Linked DNA regions of Sus scrofa: region 2 is linked to region 1. Evidence: chromatin contacts called from public Hi-C data. All regions are on one chromosome and are shown on one strand. The core of a region is the stretch at or near the end of the contact, and the rest is flanking DNA. Distances in the headings are between cores, read along the strand shown. Region 1 overlaps IFNAR2 (interferon alpha and beta receptor subunit 2). Region 2 has its middle 39 kb from the start of IFNGR2.

The links. Hi-C and Micro-C count contacts between places; a contact is called where the count stands out from the background.
Region 2: a contact with region 1 is called in a Hi-C map of liver, with 16 times the contacts expected there. The contact joins two enhancer-like sites. A contact is called at or near these places in 1 of 5 promoter capture datasets (liver), 16 of 47 Hi-C or Micro-C datasets (alveolar macrophages, brain, embryonic fibroblasts and 10 more) and 1 of 2 datasets of contacts at active chromatin or transcription factors (alveolar macrophages).

The regions. Positions count from the first base shown.
Region 1 is chr13:196,775,679-196,779,118 of Sscrofa11.1, reverse strand. All of the region lies in intron 1 of IFNAR2 (interferon alpha and beta receptor subunit 2), which reads right to left. All of the region lies in intron 4 of LOC110256370 (40S ribosomal protein S2-like), which reads left to right. Among named protein-coding and RNA genes, the nearest start is that of IFNAR2, 11 kb to the right of the region's middle. Within about 2 kb of position 1,883, at least 33 of the 83 cell types and tissues checked have an H3K27ac peak or open chromatin away from gene starts, as enhancers often do. A contact at or near this core is called in alveolar macrophages, fetal liver, liver and 1 more, where this site is marked.
Region 2 is chr13:196,966,104-196,969,856 of Sscrofa11.1, reverse strand. No RefSeq gene overlaps it. Among named protein-coding and RNA genes, the nearest start is that of IFNGR2, 39 kb to the left of the region's middle. Within about 2 kb of position 2,231, at least 26 of the 83 cell types and tissues checked have an H3K27ac peak or open chromatin away from gene starts, as enhancers often do. A contact at or near this core is called in alveolar macrophages, fetal liver, liver and 1 more, where this site is marked.

The sequences.
Region 1 (3,440 bases), core at 634-3,133:
AGCCTGGAGATTGATGGGGGTCTGACTACTGCTGTGTCCATGGACTGTGGGTGAGGGGTGTAAGCCAGAGGGAGGTGAGTTGAGAAATGTGAGATGCAATGAGGTACCACCTCACACCGGTGAGACTGGCCATCATTAATAAGTCTACAAATAACAAATGCTGGAGGGGGTGTGGAGAAAAGGGAACCCTCCTTCACTGTTGGTGGGAATGTAAATTGGTACAGCCACTATGGAAAACAGCATGGAGGTACCTCAGAAAACTAAACATAGAACTACCTACTATATGACCCAGCAATCCCACTCCTGGGCATATATCCAGACAAACCTTTCGTTGAAAAAGATACATGCACCCGTATTCCTCATAATAGCCAAGACATGGAAATATCCATAGATAGATGAATGGATTAAGAAGATGTATACACACACAGTGGGATACTACTCAGCCATAAAAAGAACAAAGTGATGCCATTCGCAGCAACACGGATGGAACTAGATATTCTCATACTAACTGAAGTGAGTCAGAAAGAGAAAGACAAATACTACATGACATCACCTACATGTGGAATCTAATATGTGGTGCAAATGAACCAATCTACAGAAAATAAACTCACGGACTTGGAGATGAGACTTGTGGTTGCCAAAGGGGAGGGGGAGGGAGTGGGATGGACTGGGAGTTGGGGATTAGTAGATGCAAACTATTGCATTTGGAGTGGATAAGCAATGAGATCCTGCTCTATAGCACACGGAACTATATATCCAATCACTTATGATGGAACAGGGTAGAGGATAAGGTGAGGGAAAGAATACACATACGTATAACTAGGTCACTTCGCTGTGTAGCAGGAATTGGCAAAACATTGTAAATCAGCTACAATGAAGAAATGGAAAAAAAAAGAGAAACGGGGGATGCAGACAGCAAGAAGGGGGTCCGTGTGTCCACGTAACGTGTGTGTATACATATATATTCATGTATTTGGCGACACAGCCAGATTTTCCTAGGACAGCAGCGTTTTTACATTTTTAATTACTTCTCCCAAAGGCAGTTCATTAAAAATACACTTAAGAAGACTTAACTTTATAAAAATCAGAAATTGAAAAAATGATCAAATTGACTCCTCATCAGAGATTTTTGTTGAGAAAATATTTTTCTTTTTTCTTTCCTCTCTCTCTCTCTCTTTTTTTTTTACTATTTTAAAAATTGAAGTGTAATTAATTTACAATGTTGTATTAGTTTCAAGTCTTTTTTTCTTGTTTTTGGAGGAAGCAAAGGCAACTAATGCTGCCTATCCAGGAATGTTGCCATTACTCAGAAAACTCCCAGGCTGAAAAAAAAAAAAGAAAGAAAACAAGGAGTTCCCGTCATGGCTCAGCAGAAATGAATCTGGCTAGCATCCATGAGGACACAGGTTTGATCCCTGGTCTCACTCGGTGGGTTAAGGAACCGGCTTTGCCATGAGCTGCAGTGCAGGTCGCAGGTGCAGCTCAGATATGCTGTGGCTGTGGCTGTGGCTGTGGTATAGGCAGGTGTCTCTAGCTCCGATTCAACCCCTGGCCTGGGAACCTTAGGGTGCAGCCCTAAAAGGCCAAAAAAAAAAAAAAAAGAAAGAAAAGAAGAAAGAAAATTCCTAATGCTGCCTAAGGACTGAGTTGCAGCTTTGAGGGAAATTCCAGAAGCAATTTTCCACACGCATTGGCCAGCCTCTCACAGGCAGCTCAAAAAAAAAAAAAAAAAAAAAAAAAAAAAGAAAAGAAAAAGAGCCAAGACTGATCTTGGCCTGCAGTCTCTCGAATCGATTCTTAGGCGGGTGAGTCATCCCATTACTATAAGCCTGGTTCTACTCAGGCCAGTTGGAAACAGGCGGAAAGGTCCGCTGGATAAATATTCACTAAGCAAATAAAAATGACAGAGGGAACACGCTACCCTGTTCTCCCTGAGTCATTATCTGGCAGATTCAGCTACGGGCTGTGGGTAACATTCTCTTTTCTGGTCGGGCTGTAGTTTCCGGTGTTGCTCAATTCTGTGCATTTATGTCTGAAGCACAAGACACGATTGAGTCTCTCTGTCTTGTATGTATAGTTTCACTTGTTGAATAGCTGGTTTGAAGAACATTTATGACATAGTACACACCCCAAACTAGTCAGTACTGATCCTTACAATGCATACACTCTATTCCATTCCATTCCATTCCATTCCATTCCATTCCATTCCATTCCTGCTTTTTCTTTACTGCTGTCTGAGATTCACTAAAGTGATTTCATGACCCAGTAATATGTCCGGTGCTGCAGGATGGAAAACACTGATTTGAGCAAGACAAAGGAAACTCCCAGGCTGCTGCGAGTGTGTGGGGGTGATTAAAAACATCAACTGGTGGAGTTCCCGTTGTGGCTCAGCAGTTAAACGAATCCATCTAGTATCCATGAGGATGTGGGTTCGATCCCTGGGCTTGCTCAGTGGGTTGGAGATCTGGCATTGCTATGAGCTGGTAGCTGTGGCTCCCATTCAACCCCTAGCCTGGGAACCTCTATATGCCACGGGTGAGGCCCTAGAAAGCAATAATAATAATAATAATGATAATAATAATAATAATAATAATAATAAATAAAACCACAAACTGGTGAGGTGACTTTTAGGTTCATATTAATCTTGCAAACCCAGTGACAGACCTTCCCCACCGGCCATCCTGGCAGGCTAGGGCTCTGCTCCTCCCCATGTTTGGCTGGGGCAGCCACCCTGGCGAGGTGGCCCTGTGCCACAGCTTCGTCCCAGGCTGGGGCCCCATCTTTGCTGGTGGGTCAGTGCCGAGAGCAGCTCAAAGCCCATCTCACAGGGGCCCCTGGGTTTCTTCTGCCTCCCTCCAAGTTCGTTTATCCAAACTCTAGTTCAGGACCGATTAGTGGGTCAGGAAATCACTTTAGTGAGTCTCAGGCAGCATTTGGAAATAAAAGAGAAAGAAACGGAATGAAATAGAAGAGAAAAGAGCAGAGCACATGGTACAGTAAGGCCAGTACTGGCCTGTTTCAAGTGTGCTGTATATGGTGTGTGCACAGTGACAGATGTTGCGTGATGTGTGTGTGTGTGTGTCTATGTGGTAAATGGTATGTGTGTGTGTTTTGTGTGTGGCATGGTGTGTGTGTGTGTGGTGTGTGGTGTATGAGTGTGTGGTGTGATGTGGATGCAGGTATGTGTGGTGAATAGGGTGTGCGTGTGGTGTCTGGGTGGTGTGTGTGTTACGTGTGGCATGCTGTATGGGTGTGTGTGTCTGTGTGTGTGTGGCGTGTTTGATGGGGGTGTATGTATGGTGAATAGTGTGTGTGTGGGGGGGTGTGTCTTACGTGTAGGCACGGTGTGTGTGTGTCGGGGGGTGTATGTGATGTGGGTGTGTTGGGATGTAGTCAGAAGTGGCTTTACCCCCGGGCTGTTGGGAAAATGATCCTGATTT
Region 2 (3,753 bases), core at 982-3,481, 190 kb before region 1:
ACAGTGAACAAAAGAGATTAAAAGAGGAGTTTCTGTCGTGGCTTAGCGGAAATGAATCTGACTAGCATCCATATGGACGCAGGTTCGATCTTTGACCTCGCTCGGTGGGTTAAGGATCCAGCGTTGCCTTGAGCTGTGGTGTAGGTCATAGATGCAGCTCGGATTTGTGGTGTAGGCTGCTGGCTGCGGCTCCGATTTGACCCCTAGCCTGGGAACCTCCATATGTGATGGGTGTGGCCCTAGAAAAACAAACCAACCAAAAAAAGGAAATTAAAAGCAAGAAAAAATTCTGGTGGGGAGACAGAGAATATTCAAGCGATATAAGATAATTTTTTTTCCTAAAGAGAAAAATCAGGAAAGGGAATTAGAGAATGTGTGTGTGTGTGTGTGTGTGTGTGTGTGTGTGTGTGGTGGTGGTGGGGTGCAATTTAAGTTAAAGTGAGCACAACAGCCATCCCTGAAAAGAGAACATTTAAGTAAAAACCTGATGTGAACATATGAGCCATGGGGATGAGCAGGGGAAGAAGTGCATGCCAGGCAGAGCGACTGGCAAGTGCAGAGAGCCCGAGGCAGGAACAGCCTGGGTGCTTGAGGATCGCAGGGAGGCCAATGTGGCTGAGGAGGAGGGGGCAAAGGGGAGATGAGGTCAGAGGGGTGGTGAGGTGCCCTTAGATCATTGCAAGGATGTGGGCTTTCACTTTGAGAAGGGAGCCACGGGAGGGTTTGGGTCAACGAGCAGCATGATCTGGCTCACAAGGCTGAACAGTCACCTAACATGACTGAAGAGGAGGCAGGGCTGAAAGAGGAAGGAAAACCATTTACGAAGCCATGAAATCATCTACCCGGAGAGGATGGTGGCTCAGACCAGGTGGTAGCCACGGAGACGGTAAAAGTAGTCAGATTTGGAGTTCCCCGTCGTCGTGGTGCAGCAGAAATGAATCCGACTAGGAACCATGAGGTTGTGGGTTCGATCCCTGGCCTTGCTCAGTGGGTTAAGGATCCGGTGTTGCCGTGAGCTGTGGTGTAGGTCGCAGACGTGGCTCAGATCTGGCGTTGCTGTGGCTGTGGTGTAGGCTGGCAGCTACAACTCCGATTAGAACTCTAGCCTGGGAACCTCCATATGCTGAGGGTGTGGCCCTGAAAAGACAAAAGACAAAAATAAATAAATAAATAAACGTAGTCAGATTTGAGATGTTCTGGTTTTGGTGGGATTTCCCAAGAGATAGAATGTGAGACAGGAGCCAAGGATGGCACAAGGTTTTTGGCTTTGAAAAATAAAGAAAGGAGTTGCTATTTATTATGTTGGGGAAGCCTGAGGTGGAGGTAGGGGGGAGATTGATTTGGTTTCCTATCAGCATCAATATCTCTCATTTTATAGCAGAAGACTTTTGTTTTTTTGGCTGTGCCCGAGGCTTGTGGAGATTCCCGGGCCAGGGATTGAACCTGAGCTGCTGCAGTGACAACACCAGATTCTTAACCCACTGTGCCACAAGGGAACTCCCAAGACTTTTTTTTTTTAAAGTATCATGTCTGAAGCCTGATTCTAGAATCTTCTAGATAATCCTGCATCCATGAATTGTCCTAAAAACTGTATGTTCATCACTGCTTAGCTCAGTAAGTGTTTATCTTAGCTCATCCAGGTGACATGGTGTGACCTAACCAACATATTTTTTACTGAGTGATGTGTTATGTTATACCTGGGGTTTAATTAATGATCGCTGCCCCTACTTCCTGAGCACTTCCTGGGCTTTAGGCAGAAGGGAAGCTGTTTTCCCAAACTCATCCGGCCGGTAGGTGGCAGAGTTGGGATTTGATCCAGTTGGCTGGACCTCGACAGAGGGTTTGGTGCCTAATTGTGAACTGAATATTGCGTCACATCAGGAAGAGGTGCTTGATGATAACTCTGAATTATCCATTCCAAAGCTCTAGAATGATGAATGCAGGAATTTATTTTTCTCATAGCAGTTGAGTTTTTGCCTAAGTTCCATACTTGAAAAAATAAGCTTCTCTGCCTTAGAGGAAGTATAACTCGTTAACTGCATGCTTAGTCAAGGGGAAATTTTCGAAATAAAAGACAGTCTATATTTGCGGAAGTAAGTTAACAGGCCACTTGCCAAGAAGCCAACAAAGAATCAGAGGAATTCACACGTCTCCATAATAAGCATTTAAAACCGAGGGGCCAACTCAAAAGCAGTATACATTCTGCATCTGTAATCAGTCTGAGTTGATGACCCTTGAACGTGGTCATGAAGAGACCTGTAGAGGGCGGGGCCATAACAGGTCACAATGGAGGTTTGGAGAATGAGTGATGGCTTGATCTTGACCTTCTTCTTTTTTTCAACTTCCTTTCCCTGAAATAACAGACAGTAAGGGAACCAGGAACACCCAGGCTTCTGGTCACGTATTTCTTCTTGATAACTTCACATCTTCCTGTTATCAAAATGTGAGTTACAGGAAGCAGACACCAGCCACAGCTGGTACAGGGCCAGTTTCAGAAGAAAGCTTTTGGGTGCAACCTCAGCAGAGCTTCTGAGGGAAACAGATATGCAAGGCAAATGCTTCATTTGACCGAATCCTCTCCAAAAAAAAAAAAAAAAAAAAAAAAAAAAAAAAAATTAAAATGCATCTATATTTTCCATCATATACTTATGATTTTAATAAAATCAAATGAACACTTCTTGCTCCAGGTAAATATATACTTAAACTCTCTAAGTAATTGGTCATATCGGATGAATGCTCCCAATCTCTAAGCCTGCACTTTGGTGACCACGCCATGTAGGCATGGCTAGGTGCCCTGCACAGCATGTCATCAGGTAGACATCAAAGTGTTGGCTGGATTAGGTTCTTTTCTTTTTTTTTTTTTTTGTCTTTTTGTTATTTCTTGGTCTGCTCCCGCGGCGTATGGAGGTTCCTAGGCTAGGGGTCCAATCGGGGCTGTAGCCACTGGCCTACACCAGAGCCACAGCAACGCAGGATCTGAGCCACATCTGCAACCTACACCACAGCTCATGGCAACGCCGGATCGCTAACCCACTGAGTGAGGGCAGGGACCGAACCTGCAACCTCATGGTTCCTAGTCAGATTTGCGCCACGACGGGAACTCCTGGATTAGGTTCTCGTCTAGAGGCTCTGGAGAAAAATCTCTCCTTAAAACTTGTTCTGGTTGTTGGCAGAAATCAGTTCCTTGTGGGAGTTCCCTTTGTGGCTTGACAGTTAACAAATCCGACTAGGATCCGTGAGGATGCGGGTTTGATCCCTGGCCTCCCTCAGTGGGTTAAGGATCCTGCATTGCTGTGGCTGTGGTGTAGGCTGGCAGCTGCAGCTCCAGTTTGACCCCTAGCCTGGGAACCTCCATATGCTGCAGGTGCAGCCCTAAAAAAAAAAAAAAAAGAATTCAGTTCCTTGAAGCTGTAGGCCTGAGGATCTGGACCTTATTTCCATGCTGACTGTCAACCAGTGCCTACAGGCTACCTGAATTCCTTGCCTCGGAGCTCCCTTCATCTCTGAGCCAGCAATGGCGTGTTGAATCTTTGCGCTTCAAATTTCTGACTCCTTCTGCTGTGATGAACCAGGGAAAATGCTCTGCCTTTAAGGGGCTCATGTGATTAAGTCACACCCAACCAGGATAATGTCCCTGTCTCAAGGTCAACTGTGTTTGATAATATAACCTAACCATGGGAGTAAAATCCATCATACAGTCCTGGGGATCTTGGGAACCATGTTTAAATTCTGTCCACTGTACCTAGCTTCAAG